Linked DNA regions of Sus scrofa: all the other regions are linked to region 4. The links are chromatin contacts, called in public HiChIP or PLAC-seq maps. All regions are on one chromosome and are shown on one strand. The core of a region is the stretch at or near the end of the contact, and the rest is flanking DNA. Distances in the headings are between cores, read along the strand shown. Region 1 overlaps RAD51B (DNA repair protein RAD51 homolog 2). Region 2 overlaps RAD51B (DNA repair protein RAD51 homolog 2). Region 3 has its middle 120 kb from the start of ZFP36L1. Region 4 overlaps RAD51B (DNA repair protein RAD51 homolog 2).

Evidence for each region. HiChIP or PLAC-seq counts read pairs in DNA pulled down with a chosen protein or histone mark.
Region 1: a contact with region 4 is called in an H3K27ac HiChIP or PLAC-seq map of alveolar macrophages. The contact joins two enhancer-like sites. A contact is called at or near these places in 3 of 47 Hi-C or Micro-C datasets (fibroblasts, liver and skeletal muscle) and 2 of 2 datasets of contacts at active chromatin or transcription factors (alveolar macrophages and skeletal muscle).
Region 2: an H3K27ac HiChIP or PLAC-seq map of alveolar macrophages shows a contact between it and region 4. The contact joins two enhancer-like sites. A contact is called at or near these places in 2 of 47 Hi-C or Micro-C datasets (fibroblasts and mesenchymal stem cells) and 1 of 2 datasets of contacts at active chromatin or transcription factors (alveolar macrophages).
Region 3: an H3K27ac HiChIP or PLAC-seq map of alveolar macrophages shows a contact between it and region 4. The contact joins two enhancer-like sites. A contact is called at or near these places in 2 of 47 Hi-C or Micro-C datasets (liver and skeletal muscle) and 2 of 2 datasets of contacts at active chromatin or transcription factors (alveolar macrophages and skeletal muscle).

Annotation. Positions count from the first base shown.
Region 1 is chr7:92,229,361-92,235,943 of Sscrofa11.1, reverse strand. All of the region lies in intron 11 of RAD51B (DNA repair protein RAD51 homolog 2), which reads right to left. Among named protein-coding and RNA genes, the nearest start is that of ZFP36L1, 260 kb to the left of the region's middle. Within about 2 kb of position 3,268, at least 25 of the 83 cell types and tissues checked have an H3K27ac peak or open chromatin away from gene starts, as enhancers often do. A contact at or near this core is called in alveolar macrophages, liver and skeletal muscle, where this site is marked.
Region 2 is chr7:92,211,493-92,218,646 of Sscrofa11.1, reverse strand. The region is part of intron 11 of RAD51B (DNA repair protein RAD51 homolog 2); the gene reads right to left. Among named protein-coding and RNA genes, the nearest start is that of ZFP36L1, 280 kb to the left of the region's middle. Within about 2 kb of position 3,101, at least 13 of the 83 cell types and tissues checked have an H3K27ac peak or open chromatin away from gene starts, as enhancers often do. A contact at or near this core is called in alveolar macrophages, where this site is marked.
Region 3 is chr7:92,375,739-92,382,255 of Sscrofa11.1, reverse strand. No RefSeq gene overlaps it. Among named protein-coding and RNA genes, the nearest start is that of ZFP36L1, 120 kb to the left of the region's middle. Within about 2 kb of position 3,380, at least 44 of the 83 cell types and tissues checked have an H3K27ac peak or open chromatin away from gene starts, as enhancers often do. A contact at or near this core is called in alveolar macrophages, liver and skeletal muscle, where this site is marked.
Region 4 is chr7:91,942,134-91,949,200 of Sscrofa11.1, reverse strand. The region is part of intron 8 of RAD51B (DNA repair protein RAD51 homolog 2); the gene reads right to left. Among named protein-coding and RNA genes, the nearest start is that of RAD51B, 350 kb to the right of the region's middle. Within about 2 kb of position 2,705, at least 42 of the 83 cell types and tissues checked have an H3K27ac peak or open chromatin away from gene starts, as enhancers often do. A contact at or near this core is called in alveolar macrophages, liver and skeletal muscle, where this site is marked.

The DNA.
Region 1 (6,583 bases), core at 2,019-4,518, 290 kb before region 4:
ACCTCCATATGCCACGGGTGCAGCCTAGAAAAGACAAAAAGACAAAAAAGAAGAAAAACTAGAAATCTCTATTCTTATGTGAAATCTCTCAATTGTTAATGTTAGAAACTAATTCAAGATTTTTGTTTGTTTGTTTGTTTTAAAGCATGCTAGCCAAACAAAATATTTGGGCACACTGCAAGCCTGCCCCTAGCACTTGCAGGGCCTGGGGCTAGAGTACAGATGGAGGCCTGCGGTATCACGTGTCTCAATATTGAAAAGGTATAAATCAAACTCACTGCTAAACAAAATTCGTTCTGTCTGCCTACAATGAAAAAACATGCCTTCCTAATTACTCGGAAGCCAGGTGTGAATGCAGAATTCGGGGACACTGTGGAGATCCGTATAGAAATGGGACAGCGGCACCTGGCCCTTCTCTTCCTACCCCTGGCTCTTCCCTGCCTTGCCAGGGGCTTCGTACACCTGCATGGACATTTCTGCCCACACGTCCAAGCCCATGCATCTCAAACGGTCACCCCTGGGCTGTCCCTCTGGCTTAGTGGTGCACACACCAAGGATGTAGTCTGCTCTTGGGGGGACAGGTCCAAATGGGCTTGGAGATCCAGAGTGTGGTCTAGCAGGAGGAGCGTGGGCTTGGGGTGGTCACTTCTCTGTGGTTCACAGGGTTAGACAAGGGCCAGAGTGATGCCCTTTAAAGTGTGGGATCCAAGGAAAGGGCTCCCCTTACCAAGATCTAAATGCAGAACTGAGCAGTTCCCACTCGTGGCTCAGGGGTTATGAAACCAACTAGTATCCATGAGGATGCGAGTTCGATCCCTGGCCTCGCTCAGTGGGTTAAGGATCCGGCGTTGCCATGAGCTGTGGTGTAGGTCACAGACATGACTCAGATCCCACACTGCTGTGGCTGTGGCGTAGGCCAGCAGCTGGGAACCCTTAGCCTGGGAACTTCCATATGCCGCAGGTATAGCCCTAAAAAGAAAAAAACAATTGCAGAATAGGCATCAGTTTGAGATCCCTGACTTAAATAACCAAATGCCGGCAGTGAAGATATCTTGATTCTTTGCCTGGTTTTATGACTAACTAGCTACGTGACTTTGGGTAGATCATTATCTTTTCATGAAACAGTTTCTGCATGAATCAAACGGGGACAAAATACCCCCCTGAGCAACTCAGTTGAGGAATAAAACGAGATTGTGAATTGAAAATACCTAAAAAATAACAACTGAATGGAGAAATAAAAAAGGATGTTTAAGAAAATAATAACTGCCACAGACACACATTTCATCAAAGGGAACAATGCAGGAAGGTCTCACTCAAAATATGTCATTATGGAGTTTCTGTTGTGGCTCAGTGGGTTAAGGATCCAATGTTGTCTCTGAGAGGATGTGGGTTTGATCCCTGGCCTCGCTCAGTGGGTTAAGGATCTGGTGTTGCCGCAAGCTGTGGCACAGGTCACAGATTCGGCTCAGATCCAGTGTTGCTGTGGCTGTGGTGTAGCCAGCAGCTGCAGTTCCAATTTGACCCCTAGCCGGGGAACTTCCATATGCTACAGGTGCAGTTGTAAAAAGAATAAATAAATAAACTAATTAATTAATTAAAAAACCTATTTTATCCTAAGACATGGGATAAATCAGTAAGAATTGAAATGACAGGATAGAGGGTCCTCCCTCTTTCCAACAGTTCCTCAGGATGGGTCTCTTATCACAGTGATCTTAAAGGCCATTGTAGAAATAAACCAAACCAAACCAAACCAAAATCACTGTGGATTTCAGTGATTCATGGCTCTTTCCCTAAAATAGAGCAGCCTCCCCCCCCTTTTTTTTGGCCTTTTTGCCTTTTCTAGGGCTATACCCATGGTGTATGGAGGTTCCCAGGTTAGGGGTCTAATCGGAGCTGTAGCCACCGGCCTACACCACAGCCACAGCAACTCGGGATCCAAGCCACGTCTGTGACCACAGCTCACGGCCACGCCAGATCCTTAACCCACTGAGCAAGGCCAGGGATCGAACCCGCAACCCCATGGTTCCTAGTCGGATTCGTTAACCACTGAGCCATGACGGGAACTCCCAGAGCAGCCCCTTTTAATCAACATTAAAGCAGGCTCTCTTTTGAGGGATACATGTTCTGATACTAGTTATTCTAGAAACGCTGGACCTTGGTTGTTAATGAAAGAAAGCCAATGAGAAAGGGGCAAAGGGAAAAGATGCTTTAAAAGAGGAAGGACATAGTAAACATTTCCCTAAGATGCTAAATCCATGACAAGTCAGGACTTTTAAAGACGTGAGGAAAAATAAACCACAGAGGGAGACAAAATTGTACAAAGGGGACTTGGTATACTAGGACATACTGATGTGCTGGTAAATTTCAGAGTGCCTTCCAAAGTATTGTTTGCTATTGATAATCATGCCAAAGCATGCCTGGCCCAATACTGAAAGATATCTTTCTCTTTAGACCAAGCCAGGACTGACTCTGAAAGCAGAGCCTGCGAGGAGATAAGGTTTTACCTCTTCTGAAGCATCCCTGGAGGCGTTGGTTGCCTTGCAACGTCTAGGATCCATCTCCCCTGCCAACCACACCCTATGTTCCTTTTGGGGGGATGATCTCTTCCCCACGGGATGGTCTGTGGATAGAGCTGGTTATCAGCGAGTGTGACCCAAGTTAGGGCCATCAGATGTCTCCTCAGGGGACTACGAGTTTTGAGCAGAGGGACCAAGAGAATGGAAACATGAGGGATGTCATCCCATCCCAATGGAACATCCTGACCAGACTTTTGTGACCTCTGCTGTGGTTCTCAAATTTCCTAGATTCTGGAGCTGGATTGCTTCTTGTCCATTTCTGACTGGTTTTCCAGTCTTCCCTTAAGCCCATGGGCCCCCTACACCCTTCTTTTCAACTCCCTTTGGCTTATGTTAGCCAGAGGTGTTTCTGTTGCTTACAACCAAAGAAGCTTCATGGACACAATGATACCAAAGCACCATAAGCCCTGACCTCCCGTCCAGTTTACCCAGTATTTATGGAGACCTTCCATATACCTTAACCTCAGAGAGTGTGTATCTCGCTAAAGGATATGATGCAGAGCCTTAGCACACAAACACCGGCACTAGCCCAGGTTTCTTCTGTCCTGTCACATGTAGTCGGTTTCTAAACTGCTGGAATGTTCGTTTCGTTTTTCATTTCATAATATGAGCAAGGCATAAAATGGCCAGATGACTCTCAGCACTTCAAAGGGCACTCCCAGAATGAGTATGTAGCTGGAGTCAGTATGACAGTGAGTCAGCCTGGTGAGCCTGCTGTAAGATCAATGTGTCAATATCACATGCTTAGAAACTAGGTTCCAATGCAACTGCCGGCCCTTGAATAAAGCGAGTGGAAAAGGCCCAGGGTTTGCCAGGTGGAACTAAAAATAACAAAGGAGGGAGATAAGCGGGGGAAGGTGGGGGGTGTGTGTGAAGATATGGAGGAAGGAAATGAAAAGAACTAGGAACTGACAGCAAAAAGGGCTTGGGTCATCATGAGAGGTGAATAAGACGATATGACATCAGGGGCAGCAAATCCCTAGACTAGCTTTTGAAATCGGTAGCAAGATTTATTGCTTAACGTTTAACCTCGTGGCTCTTACGTCACTTATCATCACCTGGGCTCTTATCTTGATAATGTTCTCTATGTCCGCCAAGCACAGGTAGGTGGGGGTAGTTTAGAGGTTGACAATACAGGGGCTCTAGGGCCAAACTACAGCTGGAGTGTGTTCCAACGTCTGCTTTGCCCCTTGCCAGCCCTATGTCCTTAGTGAGGCAAGTTGTTGAACACCTCTGTGCCCCAGTGTCCTGCTCTATTTAAGGGGGTGATATTAATAATACATATAAAGCACTTAGCACACCCTGGCACATTAGTGCTCCACAAATATTAGCGACCGTTATTCATTCCACAAATATGTATTGAGTGGCTATGATGTTCTGGTCCTTGGGATACGTCAGTGGACAATATAGATAATGATGCCTGCCCTCGTGAAGCTTACAGGCTAGTGTGGGTGGGAGCGAGGGCAGAGACAATCAAATAATGTTGGTGCTATTATTAATATCTGACCCAATGATTATCTGGCTCAATATCCACCTACCCCACCAAACTTTCTGGAACTCCTTTAAGTCCTTATTTCTCCTTTAAACATTCTGTTCATCTTGGTGCCTTTCACTGAAACCTATTTGGCCCTGAGGATGTGGTTTTTCTGATGGCACTCAAAAGTGGGTTAGGCTTTCTCTCTCACTGGCCACATATGCCAGAGCCTGAAGCTAGAGAAGCTAGTTTCCTTGATTCACTGCCACCTCCGCTCCCTTTCTCCTCCTCATCCTGTAAAAGCCACAGTGAATCCTCAGACTATAGGACTCTTCTCCCATCCACAACCTCCCCATCCCTCCTTTAGCGAACTCTGGAGCTCCTAACTCTCCCTTTTCCCTTTCACTCCTGTATCTGTCATCGTTCTTCACGACTGCAATAATCTTGGTCTCTGAGTTCCTTGGCTTTCTCACTTTCAGTGATCTGTTCCTCCACCTTCCTGAGCCACTTTAAAATGACCATAGCCTCGACCTTGTCATCACAACCTTTCAAGTCTAGATTTTATTTGTCATGGGATCCAACCACCAGTTTTTTCTTTCCAGTTAACTTTTTCTAGTATTTCTCCTCCATCAAATAAGATCACTTGCTCGTTTTTTTTTTTTTGTTGTTGTTGTTGTTTTTGTTTTTGTTCTGTTTTGTTTTTAGTTTTGTTTTGTTTCCCTTTGTTTTGTTCTATTTATCACCTTCTCTCATACCCTTGCTTTTCTCTTTACCCATCATCAATTTTATGGTCCATTATCCTAAACTCTGCCCAACACACGTCCTCTACTTGTCTGCCCCTCTCTCTTCTTGCCAAACTTGTCTAGCGCAACCACAGTGAATTAAACCCAACAACTGAAGAAAATAATACACTGGGCTGACTGATCGCGTTTGAAATCTACAACTACTGCAGCTCTCAAATGAGTACTTTATATTGTCCAGAAATCCTACATTGTGTCCCTAGTAAGTTCATTCTCATTTTTCTGAGATCACTCTTCATATTTCTTCTCCCTCTCAAGCCTTCAATGATCACCTTCTTTCAGCCGATGATCTCAACTCTTGTCTCACTGAGAAATAGAAATAGACAGATACTCTTTCATCTCCCCCTAGTGACATCTGCAGAAGTACGGTGTAGTATGCTTCCCTCCCATTACAATGGAAGTGTCCCTTTTCCTATCAAAGTCCCCCTCCCCCACTTGTGTTTTGGAGCCCATCTTCTCTTGATGTCTCAAGGACTTGGTTTCCAAGGTCACCCACCTCTCTGATCTGCGTCATCAGCTTCTTCCACACCACTGAGTCATCCTATTAGCATCAGCAACGCAGTGTCCAGGTATGTCTCATCTTTAAAAATCTTCCCTTCTGATACAGCCTTCTACTCTACCTATCATCCTATTCTCTCACTCCCTTCTAATTAGTTTTACCTTGTGTGTATGAAATGTTGTTGACTTTTCAGACTTTTATAAAAAATGCTTATTTTATTTATTTTAGCCAAGCCCATGGCATGCAGAAGTTCCTGGCCAGGGATCAAACCTGTGTCACCCAAGCCACAGCAGTGACAATGTCAAGTCCTTAACCACTAGGCCACCAGGGAACTCCTAGTCTATTTTCAGAGATGTTTTGGGTTCACAGCAAAATTGATCAGAAGGTGCAGGGACATTCCCCTGCTTCCTACATATGCACAGCCTCCCACATCGTCAACCTCCCCCACCAGAGTAGCACTTTGGTTACAAGTGATGAACCCACACTGACACATTATCGCTCAAAGTCCACTGTCTGCAGTAGGGTTTGCTTTGGTGCTGTACAAATGCATAGTGGTTTGGGTTTAAACAAATGTATAATGACGTGTATCCATTATTATAGTATCATAAAGAATAGTTTCACTGCCCTAAAAATCCTCTGTTCTCTGCCTATTTATGCCTCTCTCCCACCTCGTCTCTGGCAGTTTCAGTGCTGACGTTGTATTCAGCAAACTTGCTGAACTCTCTTATTATTCAAAATAATGTTCCTATACTATGGATTTTCTGTGAAAATAATCTGACCCTCTTTAAAGGAAAGTTACTTTGTCTCTTTCTTTCCAATTGTAATATCTTTTCTCTTTCTTTTCTCTGAAATATTTCACTGGTAGGACTTCCAGGATGACTTTGAATAATAGGGGTGATATTGGGAATCAATTTTTTTCCCTGATTTTAATGAGAATACCATTGAGTGTGATGTTGTAGGGGTATTTGTTATACATTCTTTATCAAGTTAAGGAAGTCCCCTTCTATTCTTAGTTTTCTGAATGTTTATAACAAAAGAAATTTGGGGTTCTATCAAATGAGTTTCCTGCAACTGTAGAGGATCCTAAACCTTTTCTATTTTAATTTATTACAGTGGTGTTTTATATTAGCAGCTTCTGATATTGAGTCGCCCTTGCATTTTTAAGGTAAATTTCATCAGGAGATTTTAAACACACACACACAACACCCCACCACCACCACCACTATCATCTTTG
Region 2 (7,154 bases), core at 1,852-4,351, 270 kb before region 4:
TGAGAGAAGGGGCCATCTGCTTCCTGTTCTTCCCCCACACCCAGCCTAGTGCCTGACACACAGCAGGTCCTTACTAGACAGTTGCTGAATGAATGAATGATTTCAAAGTGGAGATGAGGCCTTGGGTCAGGAAGAGCGTGTCTAGGTGTAAGAAAGCCATGAAACCTGGCAAAAAATACTTGAGATTACATCTTGTTTTCCTAAAGTAGGCCATGTAGCCACTTCCTCCTCCCACATGATAAAGTTTCATGTTCAAAAAAAACCCTGAACAGTTAGAGGAAATATGTAGGCCCTGATCATGAACTTGACAAATTGCTGCAAGTCTAAATGTCTCATATAGGGAGCGCTCAAATTATATTCATCCATATGGTCAACTCTCAATTATCCATTCCAGTGGTTAATCTAATAGCCAATAATCTAATAGTTTCTAATTTAATAGCTTGCAATCTTGAAAGTTTTACATGTGACTATGGATTATGTTTCCAAATTTGCATCAGGATATAAGGAGCTCTGATGGTTTAGGAATTCACGTTACTTTGAGCTTAGGTGTCCAGTGTCACTGTCCCTATTAAGTCACAATGGCCTATTAAGGACTCCTCTGGGCTCCAACCACATGCAGAAGAAATACTGCCCTGTGCTTGGGAGAAAAATGCATGGGTTTTTTTGGTCATCAGAACTGGAGTCCAAACTCCAGCTCTTCCATTAATCCAGCTCTGTTTTCATGTGACCTGGTCTCATCTTTGCTTTCTCATCAATACCTACCTCCCAGGACTGTTAGAAAATGCAGTCAAATTCTCAGGAAAAATTAATCTGAACGACTCCCTGCAGTTGATGCAAAACAAGTCAAAAGCAGAGTTGGGCCCTCTGTAATCTTTCTGTTTCATATCTGAGGAAAGAAAGATTTCTCTTCTTCTCTTTTTCATTCTGCTTTAAAGGCCCTTCTCTTCCAGGCCCAATAGGCTAAAGTAAACAAGGTCCTTGTTTCATAAATCATATCTGGTTGTGAAAGCTCCTGCTAATGCCTGTACAAATCTGAAAGATAAATGCTGTCCTGGGCAATCTAATATAGAAACTGATCGTGGGCCCTGCCTGGCTCCTAAGTCCCTATTGATGGTATGAATGGCGGTGGCTTTCTTCATGTTAATGCATGTGTCTGGGCTTTTGCTCACGTTGTCTGGAGTCAAAGTCTCGGGGTTAGAAAGTGGAGAACATCCTGAGAGCCAAGGAAGAACCAATCATGTTGTCAGTGGGTGGATGGGACCCCAGCGTTCCCACCTCCTTTTCCTGTCATGAAGTTTATATCTCAAGGGAAAACAGCTGTCCATGCTCAGGCCAACTGGGACGGAGGCCAGCTGTTCCTTCCAGATGCCAAAAGCCAGATGTACAGCCCCTTCTTCTCTCCCACTCCCTAGGCCTCAAGTCTCAAACTTGAGCAAATTTATTTGTAACCCTGCTAAAAATGCATTTTTCCCCCCCATCCCAGAGACTCTGACTCAGTTAGTTCAGGCTGGCGTGGAAATCTGCATTTGAAATAACACCACCTTTACCACCCCCTCTTTCCCCCCCCCCCTCCCCTAGGAAGTTCAGATATAACTGGTCTGAAAATCATACTTGGAACAAGGGTGTCTCCAGTGAAGACACTGGCATGCTGGTAAATGTTTAACAACTAGTTTTAGAGGGGAGAAAGCCTGGTTGGTAGCATGCTGATTTCTGTGATGTAAATAGCCCCATCATGGTCGGGTCAAGCTACCAACACGACATCTTGATCTTGAAGATGGGAAAAGGTGTCTGCAATCAGTCCTTACCACGGCACAGGAACTGGCTTAGCAGGCCACTGGATGGGAGCCTCTGGATGCCTCTGCATGGTGGGTCCCGGGCTCTGGCATAGAAAGGCCACTGTTCAGCCGGCAATGTCACATCCCTTAGTTGAGTTGTTTGTTTGTTTCCCCCTAAATCCTCAGTGCTTTGAATAGTTTGTTTCAGAGGCTGGTTCCCAGAGACCTCTAGGGGTTCCAAAGCAGAAGAGAGGATAGGGCGAGAGCTCCAGGAAAGAAAATACTGTTCGTGTGGGACGTTGGCCTCTGCCACACTGTCAACCTTGTTCAACCCAGCTTTCAGCAGGGAGGCGGTTTGCAAACACCTGCCTCTGCCTCCGTTTGATAAGCTTTCTTGTCGACGTGCATGAACTCGATCCTGCTGACCTGCAGGATGATGAAAAGGCTGAGTGTTGGGGACCTGAGGGGATGAAAGGGGCTTGGAAGAGAACCATGGGGTGGTCATATGACCCAGGGTCGCCAGCGGCTTCAGGCGTCCCCTTTGTCTCCAGGCTCCGGCCCCACGTTGGAAGGTTTTGGTGATTTCCTCCCACCCCCGACTAGGCGAACAGATGTGGTGAGGTCTCCAGTTCCCAGGGCTCTGCACACAACTGCTTGTTGTTTCTCGCCCATAGACTGGGGCCGTGATCACAGACGGAACCAAAGAGCCAATCACTCACCAAAGAACCAAGCAAGCCCAGTCAGGTGTCAGGTCAAACCCCTTCAGTATGTCGGCAGAAAAAAGCTAAACTGAAATAGGCTGAAAAATAACCCCGTCCCTCCTGTCTTGCTCAGAGTCCACTGCAGGAATGCTGAGGGGCCTCAGGAGAGGCAAGGCTGCCGGCTCTCCCACAGGGATAAAATCCTTGTGGATGCTGTGACCATTGGGACAAATGCAGCCTGCTGAGTCTCTCATCCTGATGGCGGTACCACTGGTGTGGGTGAGACCCTACCCACTTCAAGCTTGGAGCTCGAAGGACCCCTCTGCTCTGAAAAGGATGCCTTCCGAGGTCCACTGAGCTTTCACTGCTCATTGGACGAAAAGGAGCGAAGAAAAGCAGTACAAAGCAAAAGGCACAAGAGTTAGCTTCCTCATTCCTCCTGAATTGTTCAACCCTAATTGTCCAAGTAATTTCTCAGAGCCTGGCTTCCTCCCACATTCACATTCTTTCACAAGTGGGGCAAAGAGAAGCATAAAAGACCCTAACTTCCTTCTATAAAGAACTCATCCTATATCTGATCCATCCACGAGAATAAGCCAGTGTCTAATAAGCCACTGTTTCTAGCTGATGCAATAGCCGGCAGCCATGACAGTCTGACTCAAAGACCTGGCACACGCATGTCTTAGGGTGAGTGTGTAGCACATTCACGCCAAATGCTAGAAGCGATGCAACAGCACCCATTTCCCTAAAGGAATGGGTATTTAAAGTGAGGTTTATGGACCCCAAGACCCTGAGAAGATAGCTGCAAGGTCCAAACTACTTTCATCATAACTCCAAGATGTTATTTGCCTTCTTCACCATGTTGACATTTGGGCAAAATTGCTCGTGCCAGACACCATACTGCTGGTCATATTCTTCACTGCCATGAGGTCATGGGACCAAAAAACAAATGAATAAAAAACAACAACAAAAAAAGGCAATCAGTTAAGCCTGCCCAAGCTGAAAGAGTAAAAATTATGAATTTCATGAAATCTTGCCCAAAGTGCGACATCTTTTTACTAAATGTGTGTGGTTAATTGGAAAGTAAGCATTAAGAAAGCACTCTGGTGGATCCTGAAGTACAACAGTTGTTTGGAGAAAAAGCATTTGTGAGAGTGAGTTGCGAGCTGAACTAGCACTTTTATGAAACACCATGTTTACTCGAAAGGACAAAATCGCCACGGTTATGAGGACTTGGTTATTTGACAGCTGTTTTCCCCTAAATGAACCATTTGAATTTGTCACTTCGAGAAAGATAATTGACCGTGCTTGTTGCCAAAATAGAGGCTTTCAAGCAAAAACGAGAGTTTATGAAAACTTGTATCTGCCACCCTTTCTGTACTTGGAGATGTTTCTGATGAGATCAGTGGTGATATTAACAAATGTGAATTTTTAGTTTTCATCAGGAAAGAGATGAAATTCAGATCTGCATTAACTTAGTGAAGCAATATTTTCCAAATGACCATGCAGAGTATTACAAAATCATGCACGGGCAAAAGAGCCATTCAAAGCGCAAGACAGACCAAACAGATTTTAATGTAACTGAGCACAAAGAGTTCATTGACATAGTTTCAGATTCCATACTGCAAGTAACCCTTAATAAACTGCCATTTGTCGGGCTCTGGTATAGTGTCAAAGAAGACTATCCACAATTATCTGAAAAGGCTATTAAAAATATTCCTCCCTTTTCCAGCTACATATCTATGCGAGGCTGGGTTTCCTTTATAAACTTCAACCCAAACAATATTATCACAGCTGATTGAACGCAGAAGCAGATATGAGAATCCAGCTGTTTTCTATTAAGTCAGACATTAAAGAGATTTGCAAAAATGTAAAACACTGTCATTCTTCTCATTAAGTTTTGTCCTATTTTATTGTGGGAAACAATTATTTTTACAGGAAGATTGTGTTATTTCAAATTTTTGAACAAATCTATCAACTTATCAGTTTTTATGAATTCATGTGAATTGATTCATATAAACATATGTTAAATGGATTAAGAAAGAAATATTAAATATTTTTCTGGGATTTTTTTCTTTTTTTTTTTTTGGCTGTGCCTACAACATGTGGAAGTTCGCAGGCGAGGGATTGAATAGCAGCAACCTGGGCCCTTGCAATGACAACGCCCGATCCTTAACCCACTGTGTCACAAGAGACCTCTCTTCTGTTTTAATTTTTGCCCTGGTAGATGATTTAAATATCTATCACCGCAGAGCAAAATATCCCAAAGCCTTGTGGGTTAAAGCAACAGCGATCCCTTGTCACCCCTCAGAGTTGCTGCGGATTTAGGAATCCAGGAGTGGCTTGGCTGGGCTTTTCTGGCTCAGGGTCTCTTGAGAGATTTGGGCCATGAGGCTTGACGAGGGCTGGAGGACCTGCTTTCAAGGTTGCTCACTCACAAGCCTTGCGACTTGTGGCTGGCTCTTGAGAAGGGCCTTCGCTCCTCTTCACATAGTCTCGCCCAGGGTACTCAGAATATGGTGATTCGTTTCCTCCAGAGGAAACAATAGAAGAGACCAAGTAGAAGCCCGTAGTCCCTTTCATGGCCCAGCCTCTGAATTCACACATCCTTACTTGTGCCATTTTCTGTTGGCACGTAGACCAGCCCTGATTCAGGACACAATGGGCATACATGCTGGGAGATAAGGATCCATGGGGGCTATTCTGGAGGCTGGCTACCCCAGGATCTACCAACGGATACAACCACATAAACAAAGGCTTTGGGGTCTTCATCAGATTGAAAATCTCCTCCTCCCCCGCGCTCCTCCTTCTCCTCTTTGCTGCTGCTTTTCCTCCTCCTCCCCCTCCCCTTCCTCCTTCTCCCGCTCTGCCTCTTCTTCCTCCTTCTCATCTTCTCCCTCCCTCCTCTCCCTCTTCTTCCTCCTCCTCCCCCTCCCCCTTCTCTTCCTCTTCCTCCTTTTTCTCCTCCTCCTCCTTCCTCTTCTCGTTGCTTTATAGTCATACCATCGCTCAAGCAACTTCTTCCTCACCCTCCATGAGCTTAGGGGCAGTTCCTTCTAGCTCTGTTTCTTCTGCAATTGAACGTAGCAGGTGCCCCCTTATGAGTTTAACCCTCCCTGCAGCCTTAGCCTGTTGGATGTTTTGCCTGGTGATGCTTGGGGCTCGCATCAGCTCTCGCCCTTCTCAGACCAGGCTCCCTGAATAGTGCAGGTCTTCAAGAGGGGGTCACTGGCAGGCAAACTTGGGTCACTGATGGTAGAAGAAGAGCAGTTCCGAGCCAAGTGCCTGGAGGCACTGGAGAGAGCAGTGAATGAAACAGGCCAGGGTCCCTGCCCTTGAGGAGATTACAGTTCCAGAAGTGAGAAGTGATAAAAATAATAATCACAACCAATACACAATTTGGTACAGTCGACCCTCTGCAGGAGTGCCACCTGCCGATATATGGATTTGGGGATCCACAGGGGTTCCTGGAAACAACTCCTGTGGGCACAGAGGGGCAACTGTGGCATGTTAGAAAGTGATGACTTAAGGGGGGAAAGGCAGAGTCAGGTCACAGGAAGTGGGAATGCAAGGGGTACGGGGAGAGCTTGAGATGAGCTAGGCGATCAGGAGGCGCCTTGGTGAGAAAGTGACATTTTAGGGAAGACTTGAAGAGGTGAGGGAACAGCTGCAGCAAAGGCTCCAATGCGGATGCGTAGCTGGTGTTTTTGAAGAAAGCAAGGAGGCCAGTGTGGCTGGAGGAATAACCAAGGGGGAGAGGAGGGGGTGGGAAAGTTGCCGCTAACAAGGGCCGGATCCTTCAGGGCCTGGAGGGCCACTGGAAGGACTTTGGCTTTTTACTCTAGATGAGATGGGAGTGATTTAGGGGTTTGAGCCAGAGCATGTTGAGAATATACTGTAGGGCAAGTAGAAGCAGGGGGACCAGTTAGTGGGAAGTAGAATGAGGGAGACAGGAAGTTATCACTGTTGACCAGGGAAGAGATGGTGCTGCCTTGGACCAGGATGCTGGCAGAAGGGATGGTGAGAATTGGTTGAACTCTGGATAGGTTGTTTGTTTTGTCTTTTTAGGGCTGCACCTGCGGCATATGGAAGTTCCCAGGCTAGGGGTTGAATTGGAGCTACAGCTGCTGGCCACAGCCACGGGGGATCCGAGCTGCATCTGTGACCTACACCACAGTTCATGCCAACCCCAGATCCTTAACCCACTGAGTGAGGCCAGGGATCAAACCCGCATCCTCCCAGACACTAGTTGGGTTCGTTTCCACTGAGCCATGATGGTAACTCCTCCGGATAGGTTTTGAAAGTAGAGCCAGTAGGATTCCCCACCACCTTGGAAGCGGGGGCGGGGGGGGGGGTTGTGATAGAAAGCCAAGGATCAAGTATGACTGTCTAGGTTTGGGGCCTAAACAGCCTGAGAGCCAGAGTTGCTATCACTTGAGAAGAGAAAGTTGCAGATGGAACAGCTTTCAGCAGGGAGATGAGAAAGTTCTGGTGGGCACCCGAAGTCCACACTATTCCCTGAGCTTTCTGTAACACCCCCAGCTGCATTTGTTCTCCCAGGCGCCCAGGAGCAGAGCTTCAGACTGCCTGTCCCGGCCCTTCTCCTGCCGGCTCTACAGAGACGGACAAGGAAATCACTCCCTGTGTGCAATTTTATTTAAAAGAGCAGGAGAAGGTT
Region 3 (6,517 bases), core at 2,131-4,630, 430 kb before region 4:
AGACTGTCCTCCATCTAGAAGTATTTTGGAAATGCTAGTATTAGTATTTGGTGATTTTTGGTTTTTGTGTTTTGTTTTTTTTGGGGGGGGTTCATTGCAATGTATTTTATTATTTTGTTAATGATTTAAAAAATTTTTTCCATCATAGCTGGTTTACAGTGTTCTGTCAATTTTCCACTGTACAGCAAAGTGACCCAGTCACACGTACATACATACATTCTTTTTTCTCACATTATCCTCCATCAGGCTCCATCACAAATGACTAGATATAGTTCCCAGTGCTATACAGCAGGATCTCACTGCTTATCCATTCCAAAGGCAATAGTTTGGATCTATGAACCCCAGATTCCCAGTCCATCCCACTCCCTCTCTCTCCCGCTTAGCAACCACAAGTCTGTTCTCCAAGTCCATGAGTTTCTTTTCTGTGGAAAGATTCCTTTGTGCCATATATTGGATTCCAGATATAAGTGATATCATATACTATTTGTCTTTCTCTTTATGACTTACTTCACTTAGTATGAGAGTCTCTAGTTCCATCCAGGTTGCTGCAAATGGCATTATTTTGTTCTTCTTTATGGCCGAATAGTATTCCATTGTGTATATATACCACAGCTTCTTAACCCATTCATCTGTCGATGGACATTTAGGTTGTTTCCATGTCTTGGCTATTGTGAATAGTGCTGCAATAAACATACATGGTTGCATGTGTCTTTTTCAAGGAAAGTTTTGTCTGGATATATGCCCAGGAGTGGGATTGCTGAGTCATATGGTAGTTCTATATTTAGTTTTCTGAGGTACCTCCATACTGTTTTCCATAGTGGTTGTACCAATTTACATTCCTTCCAACAGTGAAAGAGGGTTCCCTTTTCTCCACACCCTCCCCAGCATTTGTTATTTGTGGACTTATTAATGATGGCCATTCTAACTGGTGCGAGGTGGTGCTGTTTTTTGTTTTTTTTTTTTCTTCAAAAAATTGAAATGCATAAGGATCTGGCATTGCTATGAGCTGTGGCGTAGGCCTCAGCTGGAGCTCCAATTTGACCTCTAACCTGGGAACTTTCATATGCTGCAGGTGAGGCCCCCAAACATAAAAATAAAATAGTTAAAGGCAAAAAAATGTGCAATGCATTTCTTTTTTGTTGTTATATTTGTTCCTATCCCATCCCTTAACCCCTAGACTCAGCCACCGAAGGAAGTGGTTTCAGGAAACGCAAGAGATCCTGTGTTGCAGCAGGGGCGGGAAAGGGTGCCCAGATTTCACATGAGGAAAGGGGCCAGATCTGTGTTCTCCATCACTGAATTCCCAGTACCCTGCCCGTTGCAGCATGTAGAGGCTCAGACTAAGAGTTGGTCACAGAGAGTTCATTTGCGTTGCCCGAAATCCCACAGTAAATCAGCAGCAAAGCTGGGAGGAGACGCTGCTCTTTCACCTCACAGCCAGGTCTTTGCAGGAAGTCACTGCATCCTTTGGATGGCTTTAGGTGTCAATTAGCTGTCCCCGGGGAAGCAGGAGGCCAGAGCTGGGACATGAAGCTCAGGACTGGCTTCGAGATTGTGCCTTGGACAGGATGGGCAGGGCTCAAAGGCCTGGAAGAGCTGGGAAGGCCTTGCTTTGGGTAAAATTGGGCCTCCCTGCAGCAAGTGGCATGGGGATGGACTTGGCCGTGAAGTTGGAGTTCCCCTGACCCCAAAGTCAAGCAGCCAGATTAGGACTCAGGCAGCTACAGAAGCTCCCAGAAAGGATCTTCTCCCAGCCCTGCCCTGTGGTGCTGAGGCTGGCTTCTCTGAAGACAGGCTCCAGACAGCCCAGAGCAAAAGCAGTGCCTCTGCCCATTCCTCCCTTTTTTTTTTTTTTTTTTTTTTTTTTAATTTTTTGTCTTTTGTCTTTTTTTTTTTTTTTTGCTGCTGTTGTTGTTGTTGCTATTTCTTGGGCTGCTCCCGCGGCATATGGAGGTTCCCAGGCTAGGGGTTGAATCGGAGCTGTAGCCACCGGCCTACGCCAGAGCCACAGCAACGCGGGATCCGAGCCGCGTCTGTAACCTACACCACAGCTCACAGCAACGCCGGATCGTTACCCCACTGAGCAAGGGCAGGGATCGAACCCGCAACCTCATGGTTCCTAGTCGGATTCGTTAACCACTGCGCCACGACGGGAACTCCCCATTCCTCCCTTTTGGCCTCTATTCTCTTTCTTAAGGAGAAGACCTCCTGCTTTTTTTTTTTTTTTTTATCACCTGGGTTCAGACAACCCCTTTCCCCGTGGACAGTTCTGACTAGACCAGAATGTGAGCAGGTGGAAAGCTGCGACTTTCCAAGAGTCTCTCTGTTTGGACTGACCGCTCTGCGCATCCTGATCCTGAGAGCCAAGGGAATGAGGGTGCGGCAGAGAGGCAGCCACTGCACCAGGCTTCAGAACAGCTTCGTTGGCTGTGCCTCAGTTTCCCCACCAGGAGCCTGGCATGGAGGGGTTTTGCAAAGCCAATTCGGGGAAATTCCTGAGACTGGAGGCAGCTCTGGTCCTTTCCAGATCCTCTTCTTCAGACTTCCCCAGAGTCAGATGTCCAGCCACACAAATTCTTCTTGTCCATTCTGTGGCCCAAACAGCCTAGGGCACGTTGGAGGCTGGAGACAATGGTGGTTTCGCTGAGGCCATCAGAAAAAGCGTGCTCGGCCACAGGCTGGGCCCATGCGATGCTCATGAAACTGGAGGGGGCTGCCCAGCTTCCCTGTGGGACAGAGCTCGCTCACTGGGTCCAGCAAAGGCCTCGTTCAATTGGCCTGTCTTCTTTCCTCTCTGCTGGGGGCTGTCCTTCTCCTTCTTTCTCCGACGGCCCTCTTCTTTCTAAGCTCTCAGCACCATGGAACTGCACGGCCTCTGAGACCTGGAGCATCTCAAAGAGCCAGCTTTTTTCCAGCCAGCTCCATCGCTGTGAAGAGTCTGAGGGCTTTTTCTTTTAAAGATAAGTTGGGGAAAGGGTTAGAAGTGCTGAGAAGTCACGTCTGTTTCTTCTTTCTTTTCCTTTCCCCCTCTGGGGCTGAGAGACTAGATTTTTTTCCTTTTTACAGTACATTTTGGCAGGCCCCATTTTTTTTCTGACAGAAAAAAAAAATAACAGGCATATTTTGGGCGATTACTCAACTGGGGTCCTTTGTGACAGGATATGCAGCTGCGTGACTAATGGAGCTGGCTTTCTCCTGGCTTCCTTCCCCTTTCAGAGCTCTTGTTTACTGCCCTATACAAAAAAAAAAAAAAAAAAAAAAAAAAAAAAAGCCATAAGTTACAGATTTTTATAAAAAAAAATGCCTCGTGAGATACTCAAAGGCAATAAATCCTCTGGATATTCCATTTCCAGGGCTGCAAACTCCCCGCCCTCTCCCACTTTTTCTTTTCAAATGTTCAAGCTCTTGACTCACAACATGTGAATCTTCTCCCACCCCACAGGCCCGCTTTCTTGTGAACATATGTCCAGCAGATCATCTATGTGAGTGTGTCTGAGTGTGTGTGTGTGTGTGTGTGTGTGTGTGAGAGAGAGAGAGAGAGAGAGAGAGAGAGAGAGAGTGGGGGGTGGGGGAGGGGTGCACGATGAAAACCATATTTTTGCTGCTTAACTCAGCAATTGCTAAAGGAAGGAATAATGACTTCCAGGGGCCTCGGGACATTTTTTTTTTTTTTTCTTCTTTTCCAAGGCTTTTGTGTTTCCATAATCTATGACAATTTTGTGGTGTAAGCAAAAGTTATTAGGAAACATGGAACTAACTACACGGGGTAGGGTATGTTCTTTGCAGGGACGGATGGTCTCTTTACAGAGGAAATCCAAATTTGGCTGGCTTTGGAATTCAGAATTCTTGGGCTTCCCATAGAACTTTTGGGAGAAACTCTCTAGCTTGCAGTGTTTGACCACTGGAACTGGCCTTTGGTTTTTCTAGAGATCAATCAGTTTGTTATTTGAGGAGGTGTCTGGCCTAGGGATGGGAAAAGCTGACTGACTCGTTAGGATTGATGGAGACAGGTGGGTGCAGATGAGATGCAAAGTTGGTGGCCGAGCGATGGGTGGAGTCTTGTGTGATCTGGAGGAAGTCACTTAATATATGCAAGTCTCAGTGGCTCCTACGTTAAAATTAGGATAGGGAGTTTCCGTCATGGCGCAGCAGAAACAAATCTGACTAGTAGCCATGAGGATGCAGGTTCGATCCCTGGCCTCAGCAGAAACAAATCTGACTAGTAGCCATGAGGATGCAGGTTCGATCCCTGGCCTCGCTCAGTGGGTTAAGGATCTGGCGTTGCCGTGAGCTGTGGTGTAGGTCGCAGACAAAACTCAGATCCCATGTGGCTGTGGCTGTGGTGTAGGTTGGCAGCTGCAACTTCCATTTGATCCCTAGCCTGGGAATTTCCATATGCTGAGGGTGTGGCCCTAAAAAACCAAAGAAAAAAACCAACAACAAAAAAATCAGGGTAGAGTTTCCTCTCCTCCAGGTTGCTGGCAAGGGAAGGGAGGTGGTAGAAGTTCAAGGCACGGGGGAAACTGGACAGAAAGATGCAGGGCTTAGTCCTAATGCTTCTTCCTCTGGGGCCGGCTCAAGCTCTCAACAGAGGAGAGAGCCTTGTTCCCTGGGAACTCTGGTGCCATGTGATGAAGGGGAGAGTGGTTCTTGACACAGTGGCCCAGGACAGAGTATTTCAGGGCTGTGTTCCAGGATGGTGCCATCTTCAGGTTGGCCCACTCCTTAGCTATCTTCCACGCGGGGCTCAGAAGCAGAACTGATCACGTTCCTTTTCTACTTAAGACATGAGCTCATCAAACCTAATCAGCAGGCACCACTCACCCCATCTTGCCCGCTTTGTTTTTTGTACCTGACTCATCCTTTGCCCGGACTCTGCCCATGAAGAGTGAACCCAGACACAGGTCCCTGTAGCCCCTGGCACAGCCTTTTCCCTGAATGTTGTTTGGAGGCTCGTCTCTTCCTTTATCTTCTCTGTTCTTCCTGTTCCTCGCTGTTAGACCTTGCTCACTTGTCATCTCTTAGAAGTTTTCATCTAAAACTTAGCCCCTTGCAGACTCCCCACTGATTAAGAACCCCTCAAATGGATCCTCCAGATCCTCCAGTAAGCCCTAGCAACTTATCTTTTTCACCCCCCATCTCGCCCCCCAAGCTCAAGTCTCATGTCCTTGGCTCAGGCAGTTGACCTGATTTCACTAGAGGGTAAACTGAGGCACCAGCCAGGGAACTCGCTGGCCAGAGATTTCATAGCAAGTCCTCGACACAGACAAGAATAGAAACCCCACATCCTGATTCCACTTTGCCTGGAGTTTAAGGAGGCACCATAACTTGGAGGTCCCAGAATAGCTTCTCCCAGGCTGACCAGCTGTGAAGTGATGTGTTGCAAGGGTTATTTTTTGCCTTGGCTTAACTCTTAAAAAAACACCCCAGACTCCTAACATCGGCCTAAGAAAATCCATTTCTCACAATGTCATCCGCTCGCCAAGTTTAAACCTAGTATATTACATCATGAAGGCCTTTGGGCCTCACTCTCAGCTTACAGCGATGCTCAGGTATCTGAATTAAGTTCAGAAATCACAGTTTATTGAAGGAAACAGATCATTAAGTCACTCGGCTGGACTGAAGCCGTCGACATTGCTTATTTGGAGAAGCTGAGCATCGACGAATATTCTCTTGATTCCTGTGGACCGTTTAACAGAGGGTGTGGCCATCAGACGGCGTGAGGCCCGTAGGTGCTAATTAGGACGAGGAAATGGACAGTGGTGTGCTAGAGCTGGCTTGCCTTGGCTGATGGTACATTTTTTTTTTTTTTGTCTTTTTTGTGTCTTTTCTAGGGCCGCGCCTGTAGCATATGGAGGTTCCCAGGCGAGAGGTCCAATCGGAGCTGGAGCCGCTGGCCTACGCCAGAGCCACAGCAACTTGAAATCCGAGCCGCCTCTGTGGCTTACACCACAGCTCATGGCAACACCGGATCCTTAACCCACTAAGCAAGGCCAGGGATCGAACCCGCAACCTCATGGTTCCTAGTCGGATTCGTTAACCACTGCGCCACGACGGGAACTCCTGATGGTACATTTTTAGGAATTTTGCAAGCTGCTTGTTCAATACAGCCATTATGGCAAATTGAATTATTTAAACTCTGAATGAAATGATACTAAAAGCACAGGTAATCAATACTAAAAACAGATCCTATCCTAATGATCATATCCTTTACTACTCTTTCTATTATCTGTTCTTTTGAGTTATTTGCTATTACATCAATACGGTGGGAGTACTACACAGTGGCTGTGTTTCTGTGCTTCTCTCCCCAGCTTCACATTCAGCAGCATCACATTAGGTAGCTGGGAATCAGCCATGGTGAGATGACTTGCCCCATGGAAACTGGCACGCTCTACAAATTGGGCCTTGATTTATGGCTTTGGTGATTGTCTAGACATAAGAAAGTGATAGAAAAATGCTAATAAGGCAGATGAAACCTGAACGTGTTCCGTATCTGTAGCAATGACATTGTGAATGA
Region 4 (7,067 bases), core at 1,456-3,955:
CTTTGTTGTCAGCAAGCCTGACTGCATTTGAGGAGCTCAGAAGTCTTTATATATTAAGTAACCTCCACAACTTGGATCATTCAACCAGTTAACAAATATTTAGCACAGATCTCATGGGTGTGAGGTGCTGGAAGTTAGGGGCAGTGTGAAACAAGAGTATAAGTGCTGGCTGGTTTTTCATATATATATATATATATATATATATATATATATATATATATATATATAATTATCATCACAAACAGGAAGTCTGGCATTTGCGAGGCAGTTGGCTTCAGGAGCCTGCATGAGCCAGTTATGCACATGGCACTAAAACCAGGCTCCTAAGTCCGGGTACACTGCTCTTATCTTGTGATACTTAAAACTGGCTCTGGACTACTTGAATTGGTTTATTTTTTTTTCATTGCTTCAGTGAACAGCAGGAGGAAACAGGCGCTCGGTTTTTCAATGTGCTTATGAGCTTCAATTCAAGACGCAGTTCATTTTTCCAGAGTCAGAAGGGAATAGATACTTGAATCCAGGTGTTCTGTAGGCTGGAAGAGATTTAAATCCCCGAGTTGCCTCAAAAGCAGAAATGTTTTCCCCAATAATCTTCTTCTGAAGCAATATCCCAGGACAGGGAGTGTTGAGGCAGATGCACCTCTGCTCACATAATTGAAATAGCAGGTGAGTAAAAGGGGGAGGGGTCAGCTGATGTGATGAAGGGTCATACAGGTGTCCTTGAAAATGGGTGCAAACTGGAGAAGCAACATGTGTGCCTTCTCAGAGACTTAAGGGACAGATTGATACAATTAGCTCAGGGCTGCATACAAATGACACTCCTTTTGTGTAGATGTCTGCAAGTCTCTCTAGGGCCAGCAGTCACTTGGAATTCAGGTCAGCCAGGGAAAGCTGAGTGGGAACATGTGTTTCTGTGCCTCCAAGAACGACTCCCCAACTCCTTCCCAAAGAAGCACATGCAGATAATGGCCTAAAAGGGGTCAGTGTCCTGCTAGTGTTTGGCTGAGGCTTCCAACCTCATTTAAAAAAAAAAAAAAAAGAAGTTAGTCACGTGTAGGAAAATAACATAATCCAAAGTGTGTTCTGCCACAGAAACAACCAATATGGTTGCCAAACACCCAGGGAGAGATTCCTAAAAATCTACATAGCACGAACAGATTCCTGACCTACAATCTACACAGAATACACTCTCTACTGTCCTTGGCCCCCTTCCTCTTCAGCTTCATTTCTAATCATCTCCAAGTACTCACCTCTCACTGGCACCTTAATTTGAACTCAGCATGTCACAAAGGAACCTCGTCACTCCCCGAGGCTGGTCTTCCTCCTAATTTCTCATCGACAGCGTCATGCTTTTTCTGAGTCCCTAATCTGGGGCATCGTCTAAACACCCACATCTGTATCCAAGCAGTCACTGTCCGCCCATTTGACTTCCAAGGTGCCTCTCAAGTCTGCCCCTCACCTTTGCTCCTCCTACTCCCACTTTCCAGCTGGTCCCTTTTTGTGACCCTTTTCTCCCACCCCACACGACCCTCAGAATTCGCTTCCTGAAAACACAATCAAATGAGGTTATTCTTTCTTACAACTTCAGACGTGCTTACAGGGGAAGGCCTTAGTATGCTCCACAAGGTCCACCAGACTCTTAGCCCAACTTAACACACTTGAGCTCATCTTTTGCCACAACTCCATTTTTAAAACGTCTTCTACCTAAGCATGCTGTTGTTCCCTTTCCCACAAGCCATTCCCTCCATTGGTGATGCTCCTCCCACTTCTGTCCATCTGAGAAAGTTCTACCTATTCTTGAAGTTTCCACTCCAGTGTTTCCTTTGCAGAAACATTTGCTGTCGCTCCCATGCTTTCCCAAGTATTTCGCTCATGCCAATCACAAAGCACTAACACAACGCTGAACTGCCGTCAGAGGTGATGTCTTCTTCCCAAAGACGGGAACACTCAGGTCCTGGTAATTAGCAGTAAGTGTCCGTGAGCTGAATGACTAAACGCATCCCCAAAGCAAGAGAAGTGGACTTTCCAGGATAGCTAAGTGCGTCATGAATCTAAAACTAAACATTTCTTCTAAAATAAACTTCATGAGAAGGAATATCAGCCAGACAAAATAATGTCATCAATGTAAGTGGTCTTGGCTTAGACAACCAGAACTGACCTCTCAGTCTGTGAATGTGGTCTCTTAGGGCAACAACCAGTATGGTGCCTGACAAATAACAGCCCTGTATGAGTGGGTGCCGTTGTCACCAGAGGGTTCTATTCTGACCTTTAGTCCATCTAAATAAATAGAAAAATAAGCTGTCTACTAAGAGGCCTACAATACTTAACCTTACATTAAAAAAATCAAAATTCCCACTCACAGCCCCATTTCCTAACACAAGTGAACCCCCCACCCCCCCCACCCTATTTCAAATACATGAATGAGCTGATGGCCTAGGGCCATAGCCCGCATGCTGGCATCTGAGGACAGATACTTAAATGCTCTTGGCAGTATCTTCTAGGTTTTCCTATAGGCCAACATCAGGCCAATTTATCTGACCTCTTTGATCTGCACGGCTCCTCCAGGACCTAGAGCTATTTTCTAGAGGCCTGAATGAGTCAGAAGAAGAACATGATTAATCAACTTGGAAAGATTTGAAAGCTGGAAGAGAGCCATTCTGTGAGTAAAACCTCGGAGCTGTGGGGCTGCAGCCGTTGGAAAGTTAGGGGATTTCCACGGTTGAAGCCATGTGGCCGCCTGGCTATGGTCCCTGACCTTGCAATAAAGACAGAACAGACCTCGCCGGGTGATTTACCTCAGACAGGCTCCTATGGCTGCTGCCTTTGGCTGCTCGCTCTGACTTGACAAAACCAAAGTTATTTCCCCCTGAGCCTTAGGAACTGGCTCCGCAAATTCCCTCTGCTTTTTCTTCCCAATGGGTAGCATTCTCAGCCCCTTGGCTTCACTTTTATGTACAGAGAGGCTTATAATTAGAAGGGTATGTAAAGCATCTGGCCCAGGACTAGACAAACATTAGGTGGGTCTGCTCTTTCCCGGCACGCAAGGTGGATGGGACCCTATTGCTCTTCTTTTTTTGACAGCTGGGAAGCCCTCAATACCACTTGAAATCACTTTTCCTTAAGATGTGTATCACTTGCCACTGCTTCTCACTTGGGCGACTCACATTCTCCCAAATCTTTTATAGGGGACTGGATTCCTGAAGTGACATTTTTTTAAAGATGCTACTCTAACAGTGTCGGGCTTTTATTCCTTAAAGTCCTGCAGACACTGAGGCTGAGTAGGATAAATACATGTTCCCTGTTTGCTGTTTAATGTGTAATGTTTTATTGAGGCAAGAAAAGCGTCTCGAATCTCTGATCTGTCTCCACTGGTATGTCTCTACTTCCATTCTCTTGCCCTTCCACGTTTGGTACGCCCTTCCCTCTTTCTTCTTTCTTTCAGTCAAACACAGCAATCGCTTGGATTTTATTCCCATTTATTGCCATCTCTTTCCTGCTTCTGCTTTCTGTTCTATCACCGCACCCATAATAGGTTCTTTGTGTCTGCTGTCGAAAATGTGTCAGCAGGATCAGGATGTACTAATGCCTGACTGCTTGCTGGTCTCCTGTCCCCGTTTCTCTCTTTAATATCATCTGGTTTCCTTACGTAACTTCTCAGGACCTCGTCCATTAACTTAAGAAAGAAATTTAGGCGAAGGTGTTTAATTCTCTTCCCTATCAGAAAAATGAAAACTCCAAGTGTCTGCCCATTCAGCAAACTAACTGCCTGAATGCGGTCATACATCTTAGCTATACATGCAGACATATACATGTAAACTTTCACTGACAAAAGAGTTCTCATCCCTTGAGTCATGGTTCACAAGGCATTTGTTGAGCAATGCTAGCTGCTGCTTTTCACCGTGCTGGCATGGAGAGAGAGCCCTGGGGATTTTGCCTTTTGGCCCACAGATCAGTAAACACATTAGGGATTAACCGTGAAGTGATAAGAAGCTTGGGAGTAGGGCACTAGAACATTGATTTAGAGGAGGCGAAAAGAAAGGAATTTCAGGAAAAGGAATAGAAGTTATGAAATGGAAAAGAATTTTTAAAAGAATGTGTGTGTGTGTGTGTGTGTGTGTGTAACTGAATAGCTCTGCTGTACAGCAGAAATGAACACAACACTGTAAATCAACTATACTTCATTTAAAAAAAAAAAAAAAAAGCTATGAACTGTAAGACCAAATAGGGAAAAGAAAGGAGAGATGAAATAGAGTTAAGAGAAAAGAAGATTTAGAGAGAAAACACAAGACTAGATGAAGGAAGGCAGAGTGGTTCAGGAAAGAAAGAAAGCGGGCATAGAGCCATGAGAGCAGAAAAAGGTGGCCCACAGCTGGCCATCCACTTGAGAAAAAGCGCACGAAGGAACATACTTAGGAGTAAGTAAATACAGATGAGAAAACATTCCAAGTCAATGTGTCATCCGCATTTTAAAATCCCCTTTGTTATTATAATCTACTATCCACAATATGGCTTCTTGTTAGAAATCCCTCAGCCTATGGAAATAGAAATCTCTGTCTTGCTGATCCTTTTGAAGTGAGTTACTCTCATCAAAGCCCGCAAAGACTCAAATCCTGTGGATTGACACAACTCAAAAGTGAGACAATCGCTTAACCGGGAGGTTCTTGTGACAGTTTACTTCTAATAACTGGCCTTAATTTTGGCCTTCCAGAAGGGATGACGACAGTGATGATGGTGATTTTTATCACAAAGAATTTTTTAAAATTCATGTTGCTCCAGGCAACTACAATGACCAGTGATGCCCCTTGCTAATGACTGGTTTAAATTCTAAAAGTACGCTGGAGACAAAAGGACGTGACAATTACAGCTGAGCACTCCTGAGCTGGGACAAGCATCTGCAGGGCACATCCTAAGACGCAGAAACCCCTGCATGGCTGTTCATTTCTTGGGCTGTAAGCCTGAATCTTTTCCTCCCCTGCACAGATCTGTAGTGGACATCTGCTGCCTTTGAATCTCCCTTTCTTTTGGTAGAAATACCATGGTTTGGGAACTCTTGTGACCTTTGTTGTAGGCAGTGCTGGTGGGACTCTCATTCCAGGTGCAGGTGATTCCTGTAGGCAAGCACAGGCTTATAACCCAAGCCAGCCAATCAGATTCTCTCCTGGGACTCCGAATAATTAGCTGAACAATAAAGATGTAAAAAAATTCCTGGAATGGATTCATTCCAGAAGTAGTACTGTGAGGTATCTATTCGTTCCTGTTTCCTGGATTCCTAGAGTTGTCCTGCTCTGAAAATATATTCACTCTACTTTTCCTTCAATTCTATGACCCATTCCATATCCCTTCAAAACTTGGGGGTTTTTGTTTTTTTTTTTTTTCCTTTAAGGTAGCGAGAGTTAGCTTCTGTTAACATCAAAAACTCTCAACTAATACAACCCACATTATATTGAATCAAAAAGTCATCTGCATAAGACTGCCCTACAATTTGATGCTTTTTGTAGCCTCTCAACTGGCTACAGGCCTGCTCTCTGTGTCTACCCAGCTGAAAGAAGCGAACTTGTTCTGAAGAGCAGGGGCAGAATGCAGAGACTGGCTAGAGGTGAGTTGAGTTTCCTCAGCCTCGTCAAAAAGCTGAAATTTTAATAAGAGATGAAGCTATAGCCTGGCCCATGATGGCACCAGAAGCTGATCACGAACAATCATTCTATCAAACGTTAAGTCATTAATTTAGAGATGAGGCAATCCAGAAAGCTGTGGGGGATACAAAGATACAGAGGTACAACACGGTTCTGATCCTGGCTCCCAGCTGAAGACTTGTCTAACCAAAAAGGTCTAGCAAGCCCCACACTGGACCTGGGATACCTGCCCTGTTGGTTACCTTCCTGGAGACAGAGTGACTGACCAGCTGAAGAGGAAGCACTGTCCAGCATATGCCAAAGACCTTGTAAGAATGGAGCTGAGTCAAGGACTGGAGACTGGGGCCTAGTTACCCCAACACCCTGAAGACTGCCTTTTTTTTTTTTTTTTTTTTTTGCCATTTCTAGGGCCGTTCCCGCGGCATATGCAGACTCCCAGGCTAGGGGTCTAATTGGAGCTGTAGCTGTCAGCCACAGCCACGCAGGATCCGAGCCGCATCTGTAACTTACACCACAGTTCATGGCAACGCCAGATCCTTAACCCACTGAGCAAGGCCAGTGATCCAACCCGCAACCTCATGGTTCCTAGTCGGATTCGTTAACCACTGAGCCATGACGGGAACTCCCCCTGAAGACTGCTCTGTTCTGAAACTGTGAGCAGATGAACCCATATTTTATTGCAGCTGTCTACTCCCTGGGGTCATTCTTTCTCAGCCCACAATACATAAGACCTTGAAAATGGCAATTCCTGCCACAGTGGAGATGAGTAAGCCAGAGGCATCTTACATAATGTCATACTCTTACCTACTGAGAATTGTCCAGAAGTCTCAAGCATTATTTCATCATCTTGGTCCTTATCACATACTATTCCAAAATGCAATGCATTCCTCGTCTTATCTACAAAGGCCCCTCCAGGAAAGAATTTTATAAGAAACTCTAAATGCCAAGAATTCCATAGGTGGGCCAAGAATACAATTAGGCCAATAGTGACTAGGTTCTCTGGCTCCTGGCCATGAAAACATGTTAACTGGACCAGCATGACAGCTATAAGTTAATACAAAAGATTTCAATATATACAACTTAATGTAAGAGCAAATAATTACTTCTCAGATTTCTATAGGCATTTACTCACAAATGAACTTTCCAAAATATAAAGCTATGTCGCAGTCAACTCAGCTCATCAGCAAAAGATGTTATTAGCTGTTACGTGAAGAGTACATTTGGGGGCTTAGGAATAAGATTTTTGAAACATCGTTTGTAAGAATTTCTGTAGTGTTTTTAGAGAACATTAGATTTTCTTTCCAAATCTGCTAGTTTCTGGGATTCCAGAAGAGTTGCTAAAAAAAAAAAAAAAAAAAAAAAAAAAAAAAATTCATACCTTATTCCCACATTCACAGTCTACAGAAAGCTAAAAGCGGAGACTCAGAAAGGACC